2 separate regions of the Mus musculus genome follow, and region 1 is linked to region 2. The links are chromatin contacts, called in public HiChIP or PLAC-seq maps. All regions are on one chromosome and are shown on one strand. Each heading gives the region's core, a stretch centred on a gene start, on an enhancer-like site or on the middle of the called end of the contact. The rest is flanking DNA. Distances are from core to core; before and after follow the strand shown. Region 1 has its middle 17 kb from the start of Esrrg. Region 2 holds the start of Spata17 (spermatogenesis associated 17).

Region 1 (3,618 bases), core at 174-2,673, 770 kb after region 2:
TTACCAACTCGCTTTTTTTATGGTCGGTGTCTGTTGAAAGTCCTTGATTAAAACATGTAGATTCTTGGCACCAGTGAGCCTTTGTGATCAGGAGTGTATATGGAGGTGTGCACGTGGGCACAACCACGTGCAAGACTTCAGTGAGGGATGCTGTTAAACCATCATGGGAGTGCCTCTCGGAGCCATGTTCAGCTGATGCCTTCTAAGGCAACAATGCAGGCTAGCATCTCCCTTGTGTGTAAATATTTAGTTTGGCACCTAGCTTGGTGCTAACAGCAATGTGTTAAATGCCTGCCAAATATAGTAGAGATAAATTGACTCGACACCCCAAAGTTTAGTATTCTCTGCTTAATTGCTGTTTCTTCAGACTGCTGAAGACACTCTTTTTATTATCTCACTTGATCTTGTTAACTTTCTTCCCCAAATTCCCTCAGCCTTCTCAAACCTCTTCCCTTAGCAAAAAAGAGGACTGTTGTATACGGCAGGTGAGCAGGACCACACTACTCCTGGATTGTGTTCAGAGTATCATAAGGGTTTGTTCCTAATGGCAGTAAAGAAAATGGCTAAGAGCCAGAGAGATGGCTCAGTGGTTAAGAGCACTGACTGCTCTTCCAGAGGTCCTGAGTTCAATTCCCAGCGACCACATGGTGGCTCACAACCACCTGTAATGGGATCTGATGCCCTCTTCTGGTGTGTCTGAAGACAACAACAGTGTACTAATATACATAAAATAAATACATCTTTTTTTTTTTTTTTTAAAAAGGAAAAAAGAAAATGGCCAAGAGCAAAAGCCAGCTGCCCTCTGGATCTGGACAGACTGGGCATCGTTCTGCTAGTTGTCAGCAGAGCACCATGGAGCCTCAGTTTCCCAATCAGTAGCATTGGGTCTTAATTAAGGCTGAGTTCCAGTGAGCCACGGGATGGCAGGTGCTGAGGACAGATTTCATTCATCATCAGCTGGCAGAACTTAGCATCGTCCATAATGACCAGGACCCATTGCCATCAGGGCTGCTGACAGTGGTGATGATGTGGTGGTGTGAGTACAAGGTGACTTTTTAAAGCACCCCACAAAAGGAATTGTGTTGAGATCTGTTTGCTACTTGATGTTTCACAGTCTAAGAAGTTTTGCAAATATATGCCTGCTTTGAGGAAAACTTTAATCAGTGCACTATGTTAAATTTCCTTGAAGACCAATGATATCTCTGTGTCTCTCTGTGTGTGTGTGTTTACATAGCCAAGAAAAATAGCAAGTTTATTACCTAGATATTATTCCAGGGTTCCCCCATGACACCAGCAGTCACTATATAGTAGATGTATTATTTCATTTCGGCCACATCGGTATCCTGACTGAGAAGAGCAAACGCTCAGATTGTCTCCGTTTCCAGGCTCGTTGGCCATCCTTTGAGCACCTTCTTGTGTACTTGACTTGGGAAAGGGGTACATTTTCACAGTATGCCACTATCACAAAGCTGTGCCTTTTTGGGGTTTTACCATACACCTTTCATGTGGTACAGCTAGCAACCTTGTGCCATGGCTCTCTAATGACACCCCCAGTGAGGCACTGTCTTGACAGAAGGGGGAATTTGTTCCATTAAGCAAATATATTGGAGGTCCCATGCCTAGTTGGTATGGAGTACAGCACTGGTAGAAAACTTGAAAACCCCTTCACTTCTCATCCACTGTTGAACACATTCTGTAGTCATCAGAGATGGTGGGAAGCCCCCCTCTTGGAGGACTATCCTACCTAAATTTGAAGTCTAAGGGTCTTTTTAATTATCTAGGAGAGTCCAACACCAGAGGGCGATGTGAATACAACATTTTAAGTAGTTTTTATATGTATAGTTTATTTGGAATATGTAAACAAGTAACCTGGTTTCGTTTTTAATTTAATACAATTCTTGACTTTTGCTTGGAGGATCCTTGTTCCTTAGTCACTGAAAGTGCCCTCCTTCTGTGTCTCATTCTATTTTTATATTTTGGCAAAGAATGAAAAAGTTAAGATGCTATTTCTGTTCATTCAAATGGAGTTTATTGAGCTCTTACTGTATGTAGAGAATCACATTAAAGGCTAGAGGACCCTAGTACAGGACTAGGCAGAGTGTCATTCATGGAATCCTTATTAGTCAACTACTGTATACAAGCCCAGTGGAGACCGTTGGCATAAACTAGACAGTGCCTGCTTTAAAGAGGATACAGCCAATTGGAGAAGTCCAAGCCTTTCCCATCTGCCAGTAAGATTATCTAATTTACCACGAATGCGTCCTCTCAGGTCATCTTTAGAGACTTAGCTCAGAAAAGCAGTTTCTTTTTTTTTTTTTTTTTTTTTTTTTTTTTCCTAACTACAAACAGAAATGGCCTTTTCCAACCAACCAAGCAAACAACTCTGCAGAGCCGTTTTCTACTTATGGACGATAGCAGGAATGGATTGACCTTACCTATACTGTAGCAGGGCCATGAGTTCAGGATCGACAGTGGTTTGTACATCTGCTGTTAGGTGCAGAATATCAAATTAAAGCAGAAAAGAGGGTTTGGGTTGGATTGAGAACAGACGGGGTATTCAGATGCAAAACCTCTGAATTCTGTTTGAAGCCCCCTTGGGAGAACCAAGGTAGCTGTGTGAGAGGGCATCATAGAGAATAGATCAAAATGAGGAAGAGAGGTGGAGGAGAACTATCGAAGCCACTGCTCAGGACATCCACTTACATAGAACACTACGATTATTGAGGTGACGTGGGTCACAACCACTAGGACTTAAAAGCTGACCAATGTAAGCCTGCACACAGAAGCCAGTATTGCTCTCATGACCCAAGGGGTCATATTCATTAATCACTTACGTGATAGAAAACGGGAAGTCAGAGGCTGATGCTCTGCAGTGTACCCCTCCCGCTACTTAATAAGGAGCTGAAGTACTGATGCTCTAGTAGGTCCGAAGCTCTGTTGTGGACATCAGAGATAAGACTTTCATCAAGACCGCAGGTTCGTGAGAGAAGTAAAACCATGCATAAATAGATATGAAAATGCAAAACAATGGAGGGACAAGTTGCCTCCTGGGAGGAAATGACCTTTCTTAGTGTCCATATGGAGGAGAGAATTCTAGGGGCCGAGGGCACACACAGGGCTATGTCTAGGGGTCAGGAGTGTTGAGAAGGGGACTCTGGAGGCGTTGTTTGAACCTGGGGGATCTACATGTGAACTGTGAGCAGACATAGAGAAATCACTGTAATATAAATTACCCAGACCCCGAAGAGCTTCTAATTCTCTGGCAAGTCTCTAGCACTGTCCTCTCTGCAGGGACTCCACCCTGCTTCTCTGGAGCCACTCCATTTTGTTGGATACGCTTGAACGGACAAGTGGTACCAAGTAGAGACAATGACAACTCGGCATTACGTTTGATAATCAATTTCTTGTACGGTGAGCAGACACACTCAGCAGAGGGTTAACATTTCAAATTCTTTCCAATGGGGCAGTAAAACTCAGGAAGGGGTGAAGAACGCCCTTGCCGTTCATGTGTCTAGTATCTCCATAGTCTATTGTTAGAAATACAACCCTGTATTGACAAGTGTGGCATGGTAAGTTCAGAGCATCTTTAATGAATGTCAGCCTCCACACAGGTAGGCA
Region 2 (3,679 bases), core at 1,065-3,564:
CTTGTCATAATTATGCAACTGAATGTTGTTACCCTGATCATTTACCCTTCCCAATAAACCTCTAGGCTTTGTCGTTTTTCATTTACAGATGATGAAGCTTACAGTTAGAGCGTTCAGTTTAGAGCAAACATGTAAGAGTTTATCACTAAAGTTAAAGTAACACAAAGTATTTGAACTGCGTCTCTACCTCTATACAAAACATCACTGTCTACTAGGGGAAAATTATTTTTTCATCAAAATTAAGTAAAAGTATAAAAGAAAATTCAGGAATTTTTAAAATAAAATTAAGTAAAGGTTTAATAGTAAATTCAAGAAACAGTTAAGAGTCAAAGAAACAAATTAACAAGTGAGTTGCTATTAATTTATGTTATTAGAACTTCAATGATTGTTCAAATTGAAGGCACATCAACTTACTAAATTAAGATCACTCTAGGAACTGTTATGAGTCAGAAACAAATTTTTCCAGTGATGGAGATAATGGGGCCACATTCAGAACAGTGTAAAGGGATTACACTGAAGGCTGATGCGGAGGACCACACCCCAGCAGCCATCAGTCCTGTTGTGGGTAGCACTATAGATCAGAATATCTATACCACTACTGCTGCTCGGGACACTTCTTCCCAGGTAGTGCAGTATTTAAATACACAGGCTCTATAGCTGAGTGTGATCCCTGAGTGACCTATTTCCTTTAACAGCCCACCTAACACATTCGGGCCCTCTGGATGCCAGCTAGCAGAAGGGAAACCAGCAGCTCAGTTTTGACTTAGAGCGAGCGCATCACAATTCCGTTCTCAATGTCTGCTCCACAATAGCATGAAGGAGTCAACTTGTCCCCACTGCACACTGAGGTCATGAACAAGCAGGAGCCTGCCACATAACTCTAAATGAATACTATATGATCTCTGAATGTTAAGTATAAGAATTCCATTGCGCAATGGCTATGCTTATTTAAAGATGATTAATTGGAAGCTTCGGTAATGTGATTATTCACTAAATAACTGTTGTAGCTATTCCATTTCAGGAAGCAAGACAGTACAGGCTGAAATAATGGTTAAACTAAGAGGCAAGAAAAAAAGCAACATTGGCCTACTTCTAGCAAGAAAATCCATAGTTTCTCACAAAAGTTACAAGATTGAATTATCACTGTAGTTGCTAGAGGTTCACGATGAAATAGCAAAACTATAGTTGAGATGTATGTTAGGATAAGAATAGCTTATCAGGACTTTCTCACACTGACTTGGTCACTGCTGGTCTGCTATAATTTATCACACTTTTTGTAATGTACTTTTTGTGATTCCTTCTAAGTTTTGAAAACCACTGGGCCATTGCTTCTAGTTTCAATGTCCCCTTTTCATGGAGAGGAAGTTTAGGTGTGGGGGGTGAGAATGCTGCCTTAGCTCTTGCCCATTTACTGTACCAATTATCTTGTCACAATGGTATAGAAACTTCACTTGGACAAATGAATCACAGATGAATTGAATTCTGTGATGTTTGTGAGATTAAGTGAAGCTCAAATTCCCATTTGGACATTGATATTCTGAATTCATGGAACTACCTGGGTAAGCCTGGTTAACGTTAATTAGGCCACTAGACCTACATTGTATAAAATAGGTTTCACCAAACCAAATTTCTCAGTGATTATTTTAAAATGTCGAAAAAAAAAAAGCCCCACAAAACAAAACAGTATTTTGAGGAAGACTCCCAAATGTTGCCCAGGGCAGCCTTGAATTTTCTGTGTTGCCCAGGCTGGACTGGACTCACAGTCATCCTCCTGCCTGTTTCCCCAGTCGGGGTTTACTTCATTTAGGGCGGCCCTTAATAATTCTCTATTCTGGGATCTTCCTTAGAGAATATTAACTTATTAATGACTTGTCAATGTATATATAATCCACTTGTGATTGATTATATATATATATATATATAAACTTCTGATCATGTTTGAATCCCCATGGGGAGAAGAAGAATTTAGAATTATTTCCTGAATTAAGTAATTTGTTAACAGTAAACATCTTCTGAGACCCCTCTCTTCACTACTCACCGGTTCCTAAAGTAGTACTGACTTTCTAGAAAGGGTGCCCGCGCCAGCAGCTTGGCTAAAGTAGCCATGTCCTTCAACTCCTGGAGTTCACCAAAATTGTTACTATTAGTCTCCATGGCAACTGGGCTGAACCAAGGTCACTTCCGACTTATCGGCCTTTCCTTTCACTCTGTTTCAGTTTCAAGCAACTGGACAGAGAAATCGGATTTGTACACGTGAGACCAGACTTGAGTCGACTCGCCCCTTTCTCCTGGAATTTCGAGCTGCTGATGGGAAGGGTCAGGGTAGGCTAAGGTGAGCGAATGGTCGCTTCCGGTTTCCGGTTTCCGCCTCCAGCCGGCTTCCGGAAGTTGCTCTCAAAATGCTGAAGTCCTGTGTGGAATTGGCCGGGGCTGCGGGAGTTGGAGTCGGTCCTCGGGCCTGAGCCTCGAGGCCGCGCTCCCGGGTGTCGTTGATGTTTGGGGCCGACGGGCGCCCAGCGATCGGAACCGCCGCCGGGAAGAGCTGGTGAGCCCGGCGGGCGGTTGGGAACGGGGCGAGCGAGCCGGCGAGCAGCTCGCGGGGCTCCGGGTCAGAGACGGCCGTGCACCAAGTTTCTTCAGGCCGCGTTCCCGTTGTCCCTGCCAAACCGGCCACATTGTACTAGATTCCGTGGTTGACAAGATCACAGAAATTCCCAGTCCCAGAAGTTTCTTAGTAGCAGAGACACCAGGCTCTTGTACTCCCTGCGCAGCTCGGTTCGTGTAAAGCCTAGAAGTTTTCCACCGCCCTGGAGGCTCTGTCCTAGTTTATGGGAAAGGGGCGTTTTCCAGTAGCCCCAGGTTGGAATTTGTCTTTAGGGTACCCTGGTCCACTGCTGTAAGTTTCCAAACTGCTTTCGCAAATCACACTTGATCTTTAATGACATCCCTGCTGTAGGAGACTCGCAGGTACAGAAAATTTAAGAGGCAAAGTTGTCCTGTGCCCCTGAGTACCAGAGATGATAGCTCAGTTTTGGATTTTCTAGTTGAAAACCCTGGTCGCCCAACCTCCACCCCCACCCCCACCCCCCGTTTGTTCCAACGCTTTTCAGAGAAACGTTAGTGTAACAAGAAAGTAGATGTCTTGCGGTCCATCTTGAAACATAAAAATCTGACCAGTAAGTCAAGAACTGTGATTTTTAAAGTTCCTGCCAGTGGGCTGTGATGTCTGATTGTTTAGCATCACCGATAACTGAAAAGTTAAAAGAATATCTTAGGTCAGATGGCTTATTTGGTTCCTCTCTAGAGACCATTTCTAACCAGTGTTGTTTTTCTTGTAGCTTTTAAGTTCTCACGATTTTCAGTTAGAATACTAGGAGAAGCTTTTTATTTTTTTTTTTTATTTTTATTTTTATTTTTTTAAAGATTTATTTATTTATTATATGTAAGTACATTGTAGCTGTCTTCAGGGATACCAGAAGAGGGAGTCAGATCTTGTTACGGATGGTTGTGAGCCACCATGTGGTTGCTGGGATTTGAACTCTGGACCTTCGGAAGAGCAGTCGGGTGCTCTAACCCACTGAGCCATCTCACCAGCCCAGGAGAAGCTTTTTAAATGAGCAATTGTAATTGTTGCACTCAGCTTGGAACAAGAGACGCAGGTCACAATGCACTAGTTTTT

Evidence for each region. HiChIP or PLAC-seq counts read pairs in DNA pulled down with a chosen protein or histone mark.
Region 1: an H3K4me3 HiChIP or PLAC-seq map of the SCID.adh cell line shows a contact between it and region 2, with 5 times the contacts expected there. The contact joins the enhancer-like site here to the promoter of Spata17 in region 2. A contact is called at or near these places in 7 of 39 promoter capture datasets (the 3T3-L1 cell line, cranial neural crest, embryonic stem cells and 3 more), 1 of 484 Hi-C or Micro-C datasets (Sertoli cells) and 3 of 115 datasets of contacts at active chromatin or transcription factors (the SCID.adh cell line, embryonic forebrain and extraembryonic endoderm stem cells).

What each region holds. Positions count from the first base shown.
Region 1 is chr1:187,979,433-187,983,050 of GRCm38.p6, forward strand. It overlaps a transcript of Esrrg not described here. Among named protein-coding and RNA genes, the nearest start is that of Esrrg, 17 kb to the right of the region's middle. Within about 2 kb of position 1,424, at least 2 of the 459 cell types and tissues checked have an H3K27ac peak or open chromatin away from gene starts, as enhancers often do. A contact at or near this core is called in the SCID.adh cell line, where this site is marked.
Region 2 is chr1:187,213,132-187,216,810 of GRCm38.p6, forward strand. Spata17 (spermatogenesis associated 17) reads right to left here and starts at 2,315. Exons shown (of 10, transcript NM_028848.3): 1 at 2,039-2,315. The coding sequence starts at 2,154. Gpatch2 (G patch domain containing 2) reads left to right here and starts at 2,380. Exons shown (of 10, transcript NM_026367.4): 1 at 2,380-2,545. The coding sequence starts at 2,493.